2 separate regions of the Ovis aries genome follow, and region 1 is linked to region 2. A link is a contact called in public Hi-C data. All regions are on one chromosome and are shown on one strand. Each heading gives the region's core, a stretch centred on a gene start, on an enhancer-like site or on the middle of the called end of the contact. The rest is flanking DNA. Distances are from core to core; before and after follow the strand shown. Region 1 holds the start of LOC121817620 (protein enabled homolog). Region 2 overlaps INPP5A (inositol polyphosphate-5-phosphatase A).

The links. Hi-C and Micro-C count contacts between places; a contact is called where the count stands out from the background.
Region 1: a contact with region 2 is called in a Hi-C map of hypothalamus, with 7 times the contacts expected there. The contact joins the promoter of LOC121817620 here to the enhancer-like site in region 2. A contact is called at or near these places in 4 of 16 Hi-C or Micro-C datasets (hypothalamus, liver, muscle and 1 more).

The regions. Positions count from the first base shown.
Region 1 is chr22:50,750,233-50,757,286 of ARS-UI_Ramb_v3.0, forward strand. LOC121817620 (protein enabled homolog) reads right to left here and starts at 4,129. Exons shown (of 3, transcript XM_060404595.1): 1 at 4,108-4,129; 2 at 3,631-4,062; 3 at 2,949-3,519. The coding sequence starts at 4,129. The coding sequence ends at 3,287.
Region 2 is chr22:50,671,534-50,677,746 of ARS-UI_Ramb_v3.0, forward strand. INPP5A (inositol polyphosphate-5-phosphatase A) reads left to right here. Exons shown (of 15, transcript XM_042238651.2): 3 at 1,208-1,295. Among named protein-coding and RNA genes, the nearest start is that of NKX6-2, 76 kb to the right of the region's middle. Within about 2 kb of position 3,203, at least 5 of the 54 cell types and tissues checked have an H3K27ac peak or open chromatin away from gene starts, as enhancers often do. A contact at or near this core is called in hypothalamus, where this site is marked.

The sequences.
Region 1 (7,054 bases), core at 2,879-5,378, 80 kb after region 2:
GCGGCCCGGGCGGGCGCCGGGCGAGGGCGCCGACGGCGCGGAGGGCGGGCGCGAGGGCGGGTGGCGGCTCCGGCGCAGGCCGGGCGCCGCCGGGGGCACTCCGGGAGGAGGCGGCGGAGGCGGCGGCGGCGGCGGCGGCGGCGGCGGCGGCGGCAGCAGCAGCCCCGGGGCCGGTCGGAGCGGCGCCGCGCGGGCCGGACGCGCTGATAACCGCGGGGCCCCGGCGCGGCGCGCGCGCTGATTGGCTGTGGGCGCCCGCGGCCCGGCCATTGGCCAGCGCCCGCCGTCCGCGCGCCCCCGCCGCGCACTCCATGAAGCGCCCATTAGCGCGGCGGGTCCCTCCCGGGCCGTAAATTTGCCCCCTGATTTATCTCCCCGGGGACGAAATAAATCCCGTTGGATGGGAGTTTAGTTAGGCAAAGGTTTTAATGGGAAATCAGGAAAAAATACGAGAGCATATTTTATCACCGAGAGAATGCAGATTTGAGGATCCACTCGACACACGCGGTGCGCCCTGTTCGGTGCAGAGGCGCCGGCGGGAGGGCGCGGGGAGCCGGCAGGCACTCTCGGGGTCGCGGCCCCAGATTTGAAGGAGGACCGAGAACATTTCCGAGAACCTCCTGCTCCGGGATGCAGAGGGCGCGAGAAGCGGGATGTCTGCGTCCACGGGCCGAAGGTTAGACTTGGCCCGCGAGAATCCGCTGTTTCCCCACCCAGTGGCTGGCGCCTCGGCGAGGCCTGTCCCGGGGCCGCCGGGTCGCGTGTGGTGGGTATGGGATCGGGTCCCCGTCCACTCCCGGCCCCGCGGGGCTGTACTTGGCCGGGCTGGGTCATTTCCCGGTCGCGCGGTGCCACCTCATTCCTGGGAGGCAACCTGAACCCGGAGCTCCGGTCTGGATGCCGCGCGGGACCTTTCGCGCAGCCGCTCCCTCGCGAAGCGCGGCCGGAGCCTGGGGTCGGGAACCCTGGCACACTGACTCCGGGTCACGGGGCGCGTGGGGCCGCGGGCAGAAGCGCGGTCTTTTGACCGGCACGCCGAGCGCGTGGTGTCGTCCTCGGGGTGAGTACTCCTCCCACCTCGTAGATGGTTGTGCGGGGTTCAAATAAGATCTCAGTAAACCACGAAGAGCAGGCGCCAAACAGGCGCCGAGTACAATCGTGGAAGTTGCCTCCTTGGTTCTCTTCGGTGGTGTCACATATTATTAAGTGATGGTTATTACTATTATTCGCTGCCCGTTGGGAACGTGACGGGAACGCGTACCAACCGACGGCCGCCGATTCGTTGGAGAGGGGACAGGTTGCTGTGTCTGCCAGCCGGCCTCTCTCGGGCCTGGTGCGGCAGGTTAACAACGACTTTCCCGTTTCACCCGGGCCGCCAGGATTTCGGTGGCACAAACGACAGCGGCCCTCTCGGCTCTGGGCAGGAACCCAGCGTCCCCTGATACCGAGATCTCCAGGGGTCCATTTTCGTTTTGGGCAGTTCTACGGGTGTGGTGCTGCGAGTCCCTACACCAGATCGCCTCTAAGAAAGCCACTGGCCGCCGGGCCCGGGCAGGCGTTTGGCGGCTCCCACTGCCTGCGTGCGCGCGCCCCGTGCTGTCCCGGGCGGCGTGCCACCGCGCGTGATACCGGCCGGCTTCGTGTGTGGTGCAGCCCGTGCGGGAGGGAGTTTCCCTCTCCCCGCAAGCTTGGCCGGGCCGCACTCGCGGGATCCGGATGCGGCTGCCCCGCAGGCAAATCCGCACCAGCCGAGCCAGACCCCGGAAATCGAGCTTCTCCGCGCTCACTGTGGCGGCTGAGCCCTGAGATCCGCCCCGGGCCTGGCTTGCGCCCCTCACCTCGGGCACAGCGTATGTCCTTTTATGCCGGGTTTGGGCCCCTCTGGGCTCCTGGAAGGCGGCGGCCCGGCCTCCCAAGCCTCTGATCTGGGCGGGAGGTCAGGACTTGGGGAGGGACCAGGGGGACCGGGGCGGGGCCACGTGAGGGGCGGGCCGGCCCCCCCTCCCGATTCTGCCGGGGGGAGCAAGTTCTGGATTGCTGGGGCTGAAGTCCTCTTGGCGGGCCAGGCGTGGCGCGCCCGGACGGTCTACAGGGCGCCTTATCCTCCTGAGACCTCGGTTCGGTGGCAGGAGGGGCACTGCCGCTCTGGGCGCCGCGCTCGGCTCCTCGAGCCCCCAGGCTCAGGCCTCTGCATCCCCCTTCCCTCCGAGGAAACAGTGCCGACCCACTCCCCTGCACCCCGGGGGAGCTTGCGCCCCGGGGCCCTCCCTGGGCTGCGGCCGGAACGCTTGGGGTCGCGAGTGGGGCTGTGCTTGGCTCTCCAGGGAGCTGGGTGCCGTGGGTGCGGGATGGGGGGATGGAGTGCCATTTGGAGGGGCCAGAGTGGGTTGGGGACGCCAAGAGCGGGGTGAGGGCAGCTGCTTCTCCATGCTGTCTGGCGGAGGGTGTCTCGGAGCCCTGTCCCCGCGCCCTGCCCCGCCCCGCGCGGGGGTTCCCAAGCCCCGGACTCCCGCCCGCCTACCCTTCCGCACGCGGTGGCACGGGACAACCCCCACCGCCACCCCCGACCCCAGCGCCCCAGTTCCGGGTGTGTAGGCTCCACCTGTTCCACCTGTCGGCCCGCCATCTCTGGGCACTCCGGGGCTCCGTGCCTCCGCTTGGCGCCTGGCCACCGCCCCACCTTCTCCTCCGGCGCTCCCGGGAGCCGCCCCCCGGATAAGACCGAAGGAAACGCCTCCCCGCCCCGGGTTGGCCGGGGGAGGAGAGTCCTGCGGGTAAGGAGCGCCTCGGATCGCGCCGCCCGAGCCGATTTCGCTGGAACGGACGGGTCTGCCAATGCCCCCTCCTGGTGCCGAAGGAGAAGCCCCGCCAAGGAAGGCGGCCGTGCGCCTCGCCGCGCTCTCGCGTTGACGTCGCGGGCAAGCGCGGAGCTCGCGGTTTGGCAGAAATCTTGACTTAGTCACGTTTATTTATCGGGTCATGCTCCCTGCCAGGCGCGCTCGGGGAGAGCCACGTGAACAGCGAGCACCACCCTGCACCCCGGCGGGCACGACTGGGTGTTGTTCAGTCGCCAAGTCGTCGGACTCTTTGCGGCCCCATGGGCTGCAGCAGGCTCGGCTCCCCTGTCCGCCAGCTGTTCAGATTCATGTCCATTGAGTGGGTGATGCCATCCAACCATCTCATCCTCTGCCGCCCTCTTCAACATTAAACAAAACCCCGCAAGTCCGTGCAGCATAGGAACGGGCCGAGTGCCCGCTGGGAAGAGGGAGGTCGGGAAGGTGGTCCCTCAGGAGGGCCAGCCAGGACCAGCCGGTGTCCTAGCCCGGACTGGGTCAGAGCCTGGCAGGCGTGGGGCCGGGGGACGGAGGGGAGGAAGAGGGTTTGTCTCTGGAAGGAGCTTGGATCCCATCTCCACGCAGATAGCTCTGGAGTTGGCAAACGGATGAAGATTTGCCATTTTGAGAGGCTGGTAAGTCGCGGAGCTGCCCCCTGCCCCAAGCACACCCTCTCGATGGCTTCCTGCAAAAGGCAAAGGACCCTGGCTTTGTCCTCCCACGTGGGACCAGTCCTCGACCTCCGGGAGCAAGAGGAGGGGACGGCACCTGGGGGCAGAGTCAGGGGGCTGCTCACCAGGGGTTGGTGGGTCAAGAGAACCAAGTGCCTGCCAGCTGGGGGCGCAGGGGTGGAGGCGTGGGGGCCCTGGAGCCGGAGAGGCCGCCTGCTGGGCGCCTGTGCTGCTGCAGGCGCTCCCAGGTTCTGCAGACGCTGAAGGGAGCTGGGTGGGCGCGAACCCCACTCCTCCCCGCAAACATCCAGGCCGGGAAAGACCGGACCCCTGCCTGTCCCGCTGGTGCCCTCGCCTGGCCGACCCTGGAAAGGCAGCTGGAAGAACCCCTGCCCGCTCCGCTCCGCTGACCCCCAGCGCCACCCGCAGGGTGACTGCCTGAAGGGTCACTGCAGGCTGAGGGTGCGCCTGGGCCTGGGCCTGGGCCTGGGCTGCGAGGGGCGGGAGGCAGGGGGCGGGGGCCACGAGAGGAGGCCCCAGCGGGGCGCTGGCCCGACCTCACCCTCTCCCCGCTGCTTGTAGCTCAGTCCTGCCCCCCACACTCCGCTTGGGTCTAATCCCCATGAGATGACCAGTGAGCCTCAGACCCAGGCCCCAGCGGCCCCCTCCCCTCGGACCCCACACCGGTCCTTCTGCTGCCGCCCTGCCCTCCACCACCCCCTGGACCACTGTCCGCTGGCTCTCGTCGTCCTGAGGCTCACTCTCTGCTTGGTACGCTCTGAGCCCCTCCGCACTGATGCACCTGCCGTCAGGTCGGCACCTAGCTGCAAGGGCCCCTCATGGCTGGGGCACCCAGGGGGCTAAGTGCTACAGGGTCAAGAAACGAACATGAACTCAGTTCCAGGCTTCACAGGGTTTTCCCAAAGCCTGGGCTCCCCCAGGGAGATCCCTGTACTCAGGTGTCAGACACCATGGGCGTGTGGAAGTCCCTGAACGGGGCTTTGAGCCACGCACCTTCCCTGGAAAGACCCTTGGCAGGTGGGAGGGGCCCAGTAGGTCTGTAAAGGAAGCGGCAGAGACCTGGGAGCAGAGGCCGAGGGGCCCGGGCTGCCCGCCCCTTCCCGGCAGGAGGCGGCCTGGACAATGGCCAGGGCTCCCGGACCTTCGAGAAGCTCCCACCCCTCCCCCTTGCGCTGCGAGGCTCTGCTTCTCTGGGTTTGAAGCCCCGCCCCCAGCCAGGGACAGCTGGGCGTCTCCCCCCTGCAGAGCGTCTCCCCCCTGCAGAGCCCCTCCCCGCGCGCCCCAGCTCCCCTTCTCCAGCTCCTCTACTTCTTTAAAAGTTATGCGTCTTGATACACGTAGGAACATCCCCAGAGCAGTGCACAGAACCACACTATTCCTTCTTGTCTGCAGACCCCCGCCTCTCTCACCACGCTGTGTGCGGGCCTCACCTTCCTTCTGAAAGAAGCACCCAGTCGCCAGGTTGAGACTGTTCGCCCGTCCAACAGAAACGGGGCGGCTGTGACCACGTGGCCTCCCGGCACCTGAGGCTGTGCAGGGCTGCACGGTCACCTGACCTCACGACTCTGGGTCACTCCCTCCCGGGGGCACATGGCCGCAGGCCTCTCGTGCCTACTGGGAGGTTCCCACGTACGAACAGACGTCCACCCTCCGCTGACGTAGGCCCAGTTGTTTCCAGGTTCTTCTCAGGCAGCTTCTTAAGAGTCTGGCACTTTGCAGTTTCCTTGACTGGGGCACCTGGGCTCTGCAGGGCGGCCCCATCTGATGGGCGGCGGGCCGCAGCCTCTCCGCCCCTGTACGGGGGCGGCGCTGGCCACACCCCCGCGGCCCCGCCCCCCTGGGCTTCCTCCCTCCCCGGGGCCCCGCCCCCAGGTCCGCTACCCACCCCCTCACACTTTCCACGTGAACGTCCACCCGGCACCAAGGCTGGGTCACCTCCTCATTTCCAAGGTCCTGCAAGGTTCTTGGTCCAGGACAGGCTCTGAGCCACCAGGGGCCCAGGCTGCTAAGAGCTCGAGTAAAGGATTGGCCCAGAGTATCGGGGGCTCAGGAGAGAACGGCCCCTCAAGGACAACGGCCGAAAGCATGGACACACCTGCCCCTCAACCTCTCCCCCTTCCACCTCCAGGCCCGTGGGCGCCCCGGCTCCGGCACCTTTCTGGGGTTGCCATTTTGCTCTGCTTTCTGCTTCTGGGTGGTGCTCGGCTCTTGTTGGAGACCCGTGGCCCCCAGTCCCTCACAGCCACATCCAGGCTGGGCGGGGGGAGGGGGGCGGGGGGGGGCTCCAGACCTCAGGAGTGCGACTCCCTCTCCCTCCCTGGACGGGTCCAGCTGGGGCACGGCACCCAGAGTGTTCTGACATGAGCTGGAAATCACTCCCCACCGCATGCCTGTGACAACGAGAGCCAGGCAAAGGAGCCCCAAGGAGGCGGTGCAGCCGCATGGCGCCTCAGAAGCGCTCCTCGGGGTCCCAAGACTCGCGTCTCCTTCAGGGAAGGACAAAGACAGGGCGGCCGTAAATCAGCCCCAAGCCCATCCCAGGCCCCCCGCCCCGGACCCCGCACCAGACGTGCAGTCGCGTAATGGTCTCTCCCCGGGGCTGCTCTCCCGGGGGTCTGACCGCGTGCCAAGCGCGCTGATTGGGCGCCGAGCGCAAGATTTGTGTGAGGGCAGCGGCTGCAGCCTGTTCGCTGCGCTCCCAGAATGGCTCGGACAGCGCTGGCCGAGTGGACGCTTCCGGAAGGGCTTCTGGCTGCGCTCCAGGCTGCTCTGGATGCCGTGGGGGCTTGCTGGCGGGTGAGGGTCCAGCTGTGCTGTGTCCAGCCCCGCCGCTGTCGTTGGCCGAGGTGGGGGGCTGCACTGACGCTCCCCCCGACCCCGCTCCCGCCACCGGCGGGGTCTGGCGCTCAGGCCGGAGCGTCCACGTGTCCCCAGGTCTTTATTAAAACGCCTCTCGGGGTGGAGGCGGCAGACAGGAGGCCAGTTAACGACTGAGCCCGACAGATGCAGGTTGGCATTATGGACAGGGTGACCCCTGCACCGTCACTGAGGGCGCCCAACAGCTACTTGGGGGAGGGCCTGCTTCCTGGAGACCCGTGAGGGGGCGGGAGCTGGGGCAGGGCCACCCCAAGGACCATTCCAGAAGGGGGTTCATCTCCAGGGGAGGAGCTGCCGCTGATGGGAAACTATTCGCACTTTCAAAGGGTCACTGGGCGGCTGGCTGGACCAGGAAGGGTTTCAGGGAAGCACGTTGAGGTCCCCGCCCCGTTCTGGGGTGAGGGGGCGGCAGGCAGGGGTCCTTGGTGGAAGGAAAGCCTCTCCCACAGGCGCGCAGGTCAGGGCTGGTATCTGCCGCGGGCTGGCACCTCTCCTCTAGGCTCCTAAACGGGGACAGCAGTCCCCCTGACTTTGAGGAACGTGTCTGCCATGTGAGGCAAAGAGCACCCCATGCCTCCTGCAATGCCTGGGGGTCTTCCGACCCCCAGCCCAGGCTGCCCACTGCCTGGACACCCCCGTCTGGGAGATGGG
Region 2 (6,213 bases), core at 1,953-4,452:
TGATCAATTATCTCAGCTTTTGTTTGTGTGAAGAAAGTCTTTGTCTTTGTTTTTGAAAGATGTTTCTGTTGAAAACAGAATTCTAGCTTGTCCATTTTCCCCTTCAGTACTTTAAGGATACTGCCCCATTGTCCTCTGTGCGGCCTTGTTCCTGAGCAGAATTGGCCGTTGTTCTGGTCTTCATCTTCTGAATATAGTGCGTCTTCTTCCCCCGACACTGAGTTTGTCTTTCTAGCTGCTGTGTAGCAACTTGATTGTTTTGCTTTAGTTTGATTTTCTTTGTGTTTCTTTTGCTTGGAGTTCTTTGAGCTTTTCCAACCTGTGGGTTCATAATTTCACTGAAATTTCAGGAAAGCTCATGGATTGTTCCTCCCTTCCGGTCACGGAGGTCTCTACAGCTCTTCCGGATTTTCCAGTTCATATTTCCTTCTTTGCTCCAGTTTGGATAGTCCTGTCTTCTGGTCACTGACCTACCCTCTTCTGCTCACACTCTCACCTGCTCTCAGGCCCGTTCGGTGGAGTCACTTCCGTAACTGGAGTCCTAGCGGTGCCATTTGTATCCGTGTTTTCCTCGCCACTCTGTGCACGCTGTCCTGTGACTCTTCGGTTATATCTTCGCTCTTTCAAGTTTCCTTTCAGTGAACTGCATTGCTCTTGTCCTTTCAGGGTCTGTTTCTGTTGACTTTCTTGTGGAGCACGGGTCCTGTTTTCCGCTTCTCGGCAAGCTGATCTTGCAGTTTGTTGTGCCCACACCCCACCTTGCCCGCGGGCACGCTGGGGCTTGTCCGGCAGGTGGCCGGGGCTCGGGCACTCATCTGACCCCCTCAAGGCTGGTCCTCCCGGCCCTCCTCCCTGCTCCTTCCTGCCTCCTCTTCAGTTCTCAGAGCTGGAGCCCTCTTCTCCCCATCCCGGGTGGAGGGCCAGTGGGTCACACGGCAGCCGTGTCCCCCCTCCTTGCCAGGCGGTGTTGGGGTGCAGCCCTCGGGGGGTCAGGCACCCCCCATCCATCCAGAGCCATCGCAGACCCTGGGGGTGCGTGGCGGCTGCACTCCAGGCGCGTCTTAGAGATGGGCCTCCCCCTCCCGCTTCCTTCCCCTGCTCCCGCGCTCCCGTGGTTTCGAGGCTGCCGTTCCTGCCCCCGTGAGCGCTGCTGTGGGACAGGGAGCTGCCTGCGTGATGTGTGTGAAGATGCCGCTCTTCCTTCCAGGGAGCTGCTCTCCAGCGATGCCATGAAGGAGTACAGCCGGGCGCGGGTCTACCTGGACGAGAACTACAAGTCCCAGGAGCAGTTCACGGTGAGCGTGCTCCGCCTCGGCGCGGGGCGGCCCATCCCGGGCACGGGCCGGGCGCGGGCCCCACTTGACGGCGGGGGGACCGCAGACACCAGCCCCCGCTGGCCTGACGGCCAGGGCTGTGCTGGGTGGGGGACAGGCGGGCGTCTCGGCGCAGCGGAGCTGGGCGGCCCCGTCTGGTGGAGGGTGGCGTCGTCAGCTCGTCAGGGGCTGGGGCCTTGGCCTTCGGGCACAGACGCCGTGGCCTCAGCAAGGCGGGCGTGCCCGCTATCTGTCCCCGTCTCTCTCACACAGCCCTGTGGCAGTTTCTTGGGATGCTCGGTTCTCTCGCTCTCTGCGGCCTGCTCGGAGCCACCCGTCGTGGCTGCAGCCAGATGGTTGGCGGGGTGAGGAATCGTTCACGGTGGAGGCGCCTGGGGGCTGAGAGGGCTCCGCTGTGCTCTTGCCTCGCCCCTGGAGGTGTATCTCAAAAAGGGGTTTCTCAGTTTGCAACGGAAAGCAGAAACCTGCATCAGAGCATTCCCCTCACTCAGCAGCTTCCCTGGAGGAACGGCCGTCGTGCAGACGGTTGTGTGTAAGGAAGGTTATCAAAAATTATTTGCCAGTGAAAACTGGAAGTAATTTTAAGTACCCAGAATTAGACGTTTTCACACTGTGGACAAGCCACCTGGCGGAATAACCAGCAGCCACCGCCGACGCGCGTCCGGTTGGGCGTCGAGGTGTCGAGGCCACGCCCCTCCTGTTCCCCCGGGACCTTCGGAGTCTCGGCCTCCCAGGCCCGCCTTTCCTCTCTGGTCCAGTACGCTGATGGCGCGATCGTGACGGGGCCATGCCGCTTGGTTTCAGCCCGGGAAGGCACTCGAGGCGGCGCCTCCTTGGGCAAGACTGACCTCTCACCGGACGCCAGCCCGGACATGGGACAGCTCGGGTCTGAGGTCTCCGAGGCTGTGTCCCGGGGTCCGCGGGACCGGACAGGGTCTGGAGACGAGGCCGGAGGCCGGAGGCCGGACCTGCCCAGGGCGCGTCGGGGCCTCACTCCCTGCCTGCCTCACCCCGCGGGCCGTCGTGGGCTGCTCGCTCCCAGTAGCGCCGCCTGCAGCCGCGGTCCTGCGTGGCCGTGTCTCCCGGGCGGGAATGTCCGCAGGACTCCACACCCCGGTCTGGACCTTGCTCTGGACATGCTGTCTCAGGGGAGGCGTGCGTTTGGCAGGAACGGTCTGAGGTGAAGGCCTACCTGGCCCTGGCTCTGCGTGCCCGTCCACCGCCCCCTCACGGTCCTGCGTGGAGCCACCTTTGCCGGGCCCTCTGCCGTCCTGGTGGAGGGGCCTCTGCGCCCCTGCGGTTCTGGGCAGGGCTGGGCAGCCATGTGGCCACCCCCTCGCCCCAGCCTGCTGGCCTCTGCCTGTCAGAGGGAGGGAAATTTAATTTTTACAAGATTAATGGCGTTGGAGTAATATTTTTAGCTGAGTGTGGTTCAAATAATAGGCCATTAATTGAAAAAGGAAATTGAAATGAATTTATCTTGTACATAAATGCTGTCACAGGTATTAATAGGGATCAGAAAATAGTAGCCTGTTCCCAGAAAGGGGGTGAACCTGCAGCTGCCCCTGGTGATGAGCACGAGGTGGGGGCCCCAGAGCCCGCAGCAACAGTTAAGAGGGGGTCTGCAGCCTGGGGGAGCTGGGCCCGGTGGGGACTCTGGTTGGGGGGCAGGGCGCTCGGGGGGGGCGGGGCTCTGGCTGGGGGGCCGGGGCGCTGTGGGGCGGGGCTCTTGTTGCGGGGCGGGGAGCTCTGGGGGGGGGTGCAGCCTGGGGGAGCTGTGCCCTGTCTCGGGGCTCTGGGCGGGGCGGGGCTCTGGTTGTGTGGTGCAGCCGCTCAGCAGGGGCCTGCAGGTCCTGGTCTTCACCAGGAGGTGGCGCCAGAGCAGCACTTCCCATTCCAGCCGGAGCTGCTGGAAGCGCAGATTTTAGACTTAAACTGATAACGCTAAATTCTGTCTGCTCGCGAAGACCGTCCTGAGTGGCCGCTCACTGAAGCAGGTGGCTCATGTGGTCCACTCGGGCCTGAGGAGACGGACTGTCCCCCACTGGCCGTCCTGGGCGGCTCCGCTCCCTCTGACCCTGCCCGCTGGCCAGTCCCCTGCCTGCCTGTTTCCTGGGAGGTCTCCTCCTTCCGAGGTGCCCCAGCCTCCCATCCCCCATCCTGCTCCTGCGAACTTCCTGACTACCCTCACGGGCTGACTGCCCGGCCCCTGGGTGACCACGCTGTGAGCTGGAGGGACTGGCTGGAGCCTGCAGGCTGGCCCAGGCCCCTGGCCCCTAGACCCGTGCCTCGGGCCGCGGCCACCTTGCTGGGCTGTGTCCGCCTTCTGCTCTCTGCGTCTGCCCCTTGGATCCAGAGTCTGGGAACACCAGGTCTGTCCCTGAGCGGCCGGGCCTAGGCCTGCTTCAGCACCTACCAGCTGCTCGGCAGACTGTCTGAGTGGGTGGGCGGGGCCCGGGGCAGAGGGCCTGGATCTCAGAGGTCTGGCTTTGCGCACCTCGAGCACCGCTGGTTGGGTGGGTTTCCCTGGTGCAGGGGATCTGAGCCTGGGGCCTCCACTTTGGAGTCGGGGAGATGGAAGGCTCATGCACAGTTGGGGAGGTGGGGGCTGGGATGAGCTGGAAGCCATGGGCAGTGGGGTAAGACCCCACGAGGAAGGGGCTGCCCCCCAGGTACCTGCCCTCCCCGGCCCTGATTCCCGCCCCCCCCCGGGTCTCCCTGAGCGGACGTGGGCCTCTCTGTGCCCAGGGGTCTGGACAGGGCGCTGCTCTGGGTGGGGAGGGGGCTGTGCCACTGACCCCATCCTGGACAGCTTCGCCCCGGTGTTTTCTGTGGTGCAGTGGAAAGCGCCCTGGGTTTCCTGGCCGACTTCCACACCTGACACCCTGGTGGTTTTGTGTTTGTCCGGAAGAGCCAGGATGGCCCAGTTTTCATCCCTCATGAGGCTCAGATGCTGGCTCTGTCCCCACCACAGCAAGTACGCCGTCAGGGGACCCTGGGAGCCCCTTGCAGTGTGACTGGGGGGGCCTGAGGCCCTGCCCACCCGCTCCCTGCTCCCAGAGCCCCTCCTGGGGTGGCTGCCGGGCCCTGGCACCGCCTGCTAGGGACAAGCCTGGTGGGGGCCGCGAGGCGTGAGGTGAAGCCTGTGGCCACATGCCTGGCTGGTCCTCACCCGCTCCTGCAGGGTGTTGGCAGGTGCAGGAGACAGGGTGGGCAGGGCTGACCCTCCTAGCCTGTGGAGGTGCCGCGTGGTGGTCCCGCCCAGCGCAGGCGCCGGGGCCAGGCTCCTGAGGGCTCTGCGCCTGGCTTTGGCGAACGCAGCGTTGCCCTAGAGCACGGAGGTTCTGACTTCCCCTCAAAGCTCTGGAAGTGGGTTCCATCTGGACAGACGGGTCAGCCTGCTGGCACCTGCCTCCCGAGTGCCCGGGCTGCGCGGCTGCGCCTGGAAGATGGAGGAGGCACTGCCCACAGCCTGGCCGGCCCCTGCTCCCCCCACCAGCTTCCATCATCCCCACCGGCCTGGACCCTGGAAAGAGGCACTCTCCTGGGCTTCGTGGGTGGGCAAGAGTGTGGCCAAGTCCAGTCCCACAGACATGGACTCGCGGTTCTGGGGGTCTCCCAGGACTGGGCCCTGTTGGCAGGGGGAGGCTGTGGCGTCGGAAGAAGGGCCGTCTCAGGTCCCTGCAGGAAGCCCCCTCCCTCCCCGCTGACGCTGAGGTCTGCAAGCTGCTGTCCCCATTCACCAGGCGAGCAGCCCCCTGTGGCCTGACTGTTTCTCCCTCGTGATCAGACCAGAAGACCTGGGTCAGGCCCTGACGTCCGGGGTGGGGGGTCTGTTCACACCGAGGGGTCCCTTCCTGCCCTGGGGGTCCTGCCGTGCTCCCACTGGTGGCTGGTGTCCACTCTGGTGGCTCCTGGGCCCAGGACGCCTGGGCAGCAGGTCACCAACACACTGGCTCCTTCCTCCCTCGGCGCCGTGTCTGGGGGCTCACAGGCCTCAAGGGTCCGCACTGGGCCCGTAGTCTCCTCCAGTAGGGTCTGGGCCCTTCCTCCAGCCCGGGGCACCTGGAGGGCGCCTGCTGGAGGGGCTGGGGTGGCGCCGCCTCTTTTCTGCCCTGCCCCCCGCCCCCTGGCCTGATGCCCGCTCCTTCCAAGGGGTCACCCTGCTCCGTGGCCTCTTCCTGTCTGCTCTCCTGGATGAGACTCCGGGGGACATTCACAGAGAACTGACGGCACTGGCTGCAGCTCTTTGGTGGGAGGAAGGGCAGGACGGCACCAGCCTCTCGGATGCAGGACGATCTGTGTTAGCCCCTCCGGCCCCGCCTCCTGCCCTGCCCGCAGGTCCAGACAGGCCTGATGAAGTGAGGGAAGCAAGATTGGTTTTCCGAGGGCGCGGGGCCCTCGGCGCTCAGCTAAATCACGGCTGCCGGCCTCGGGGGCGGGGGCGGCCGCTCCCCCTGCGGCCGGGCGGCCCCGCGGGACGTGGTGATGTGCGGCCCGGCAGCGGCAGGGCTGAGGGAAGGTGAAACTGTCATATCGATCTTTTTAGCACTAAAATATGAGGCACTTTACTCTGCTCCCCGCTGCTGTGATGCGAAAAATAATAACTTGGGTCCAAATTAAAAATATTGATCTCTGGAAGGTGCTGGAAGTAAATAAACACCTTCCGAAGTTTTCGGGTCAGCCGAGAGACGGCACTCGGCAGTAAATGTGTCCGTGTGTCAGAGTCCAGGGTTCTTGATCTGTTTTTTCTTTAAATTGATTTTTCATTATTTACTTCCTAAAAGTGTTGGAATCTGGTCCTCCACTGTTAAATCCCAGTGTTTGGGCAAATCATTTCTTTGGGGCTTATAAGCTGCGCCTAATCCACTCCTCATTG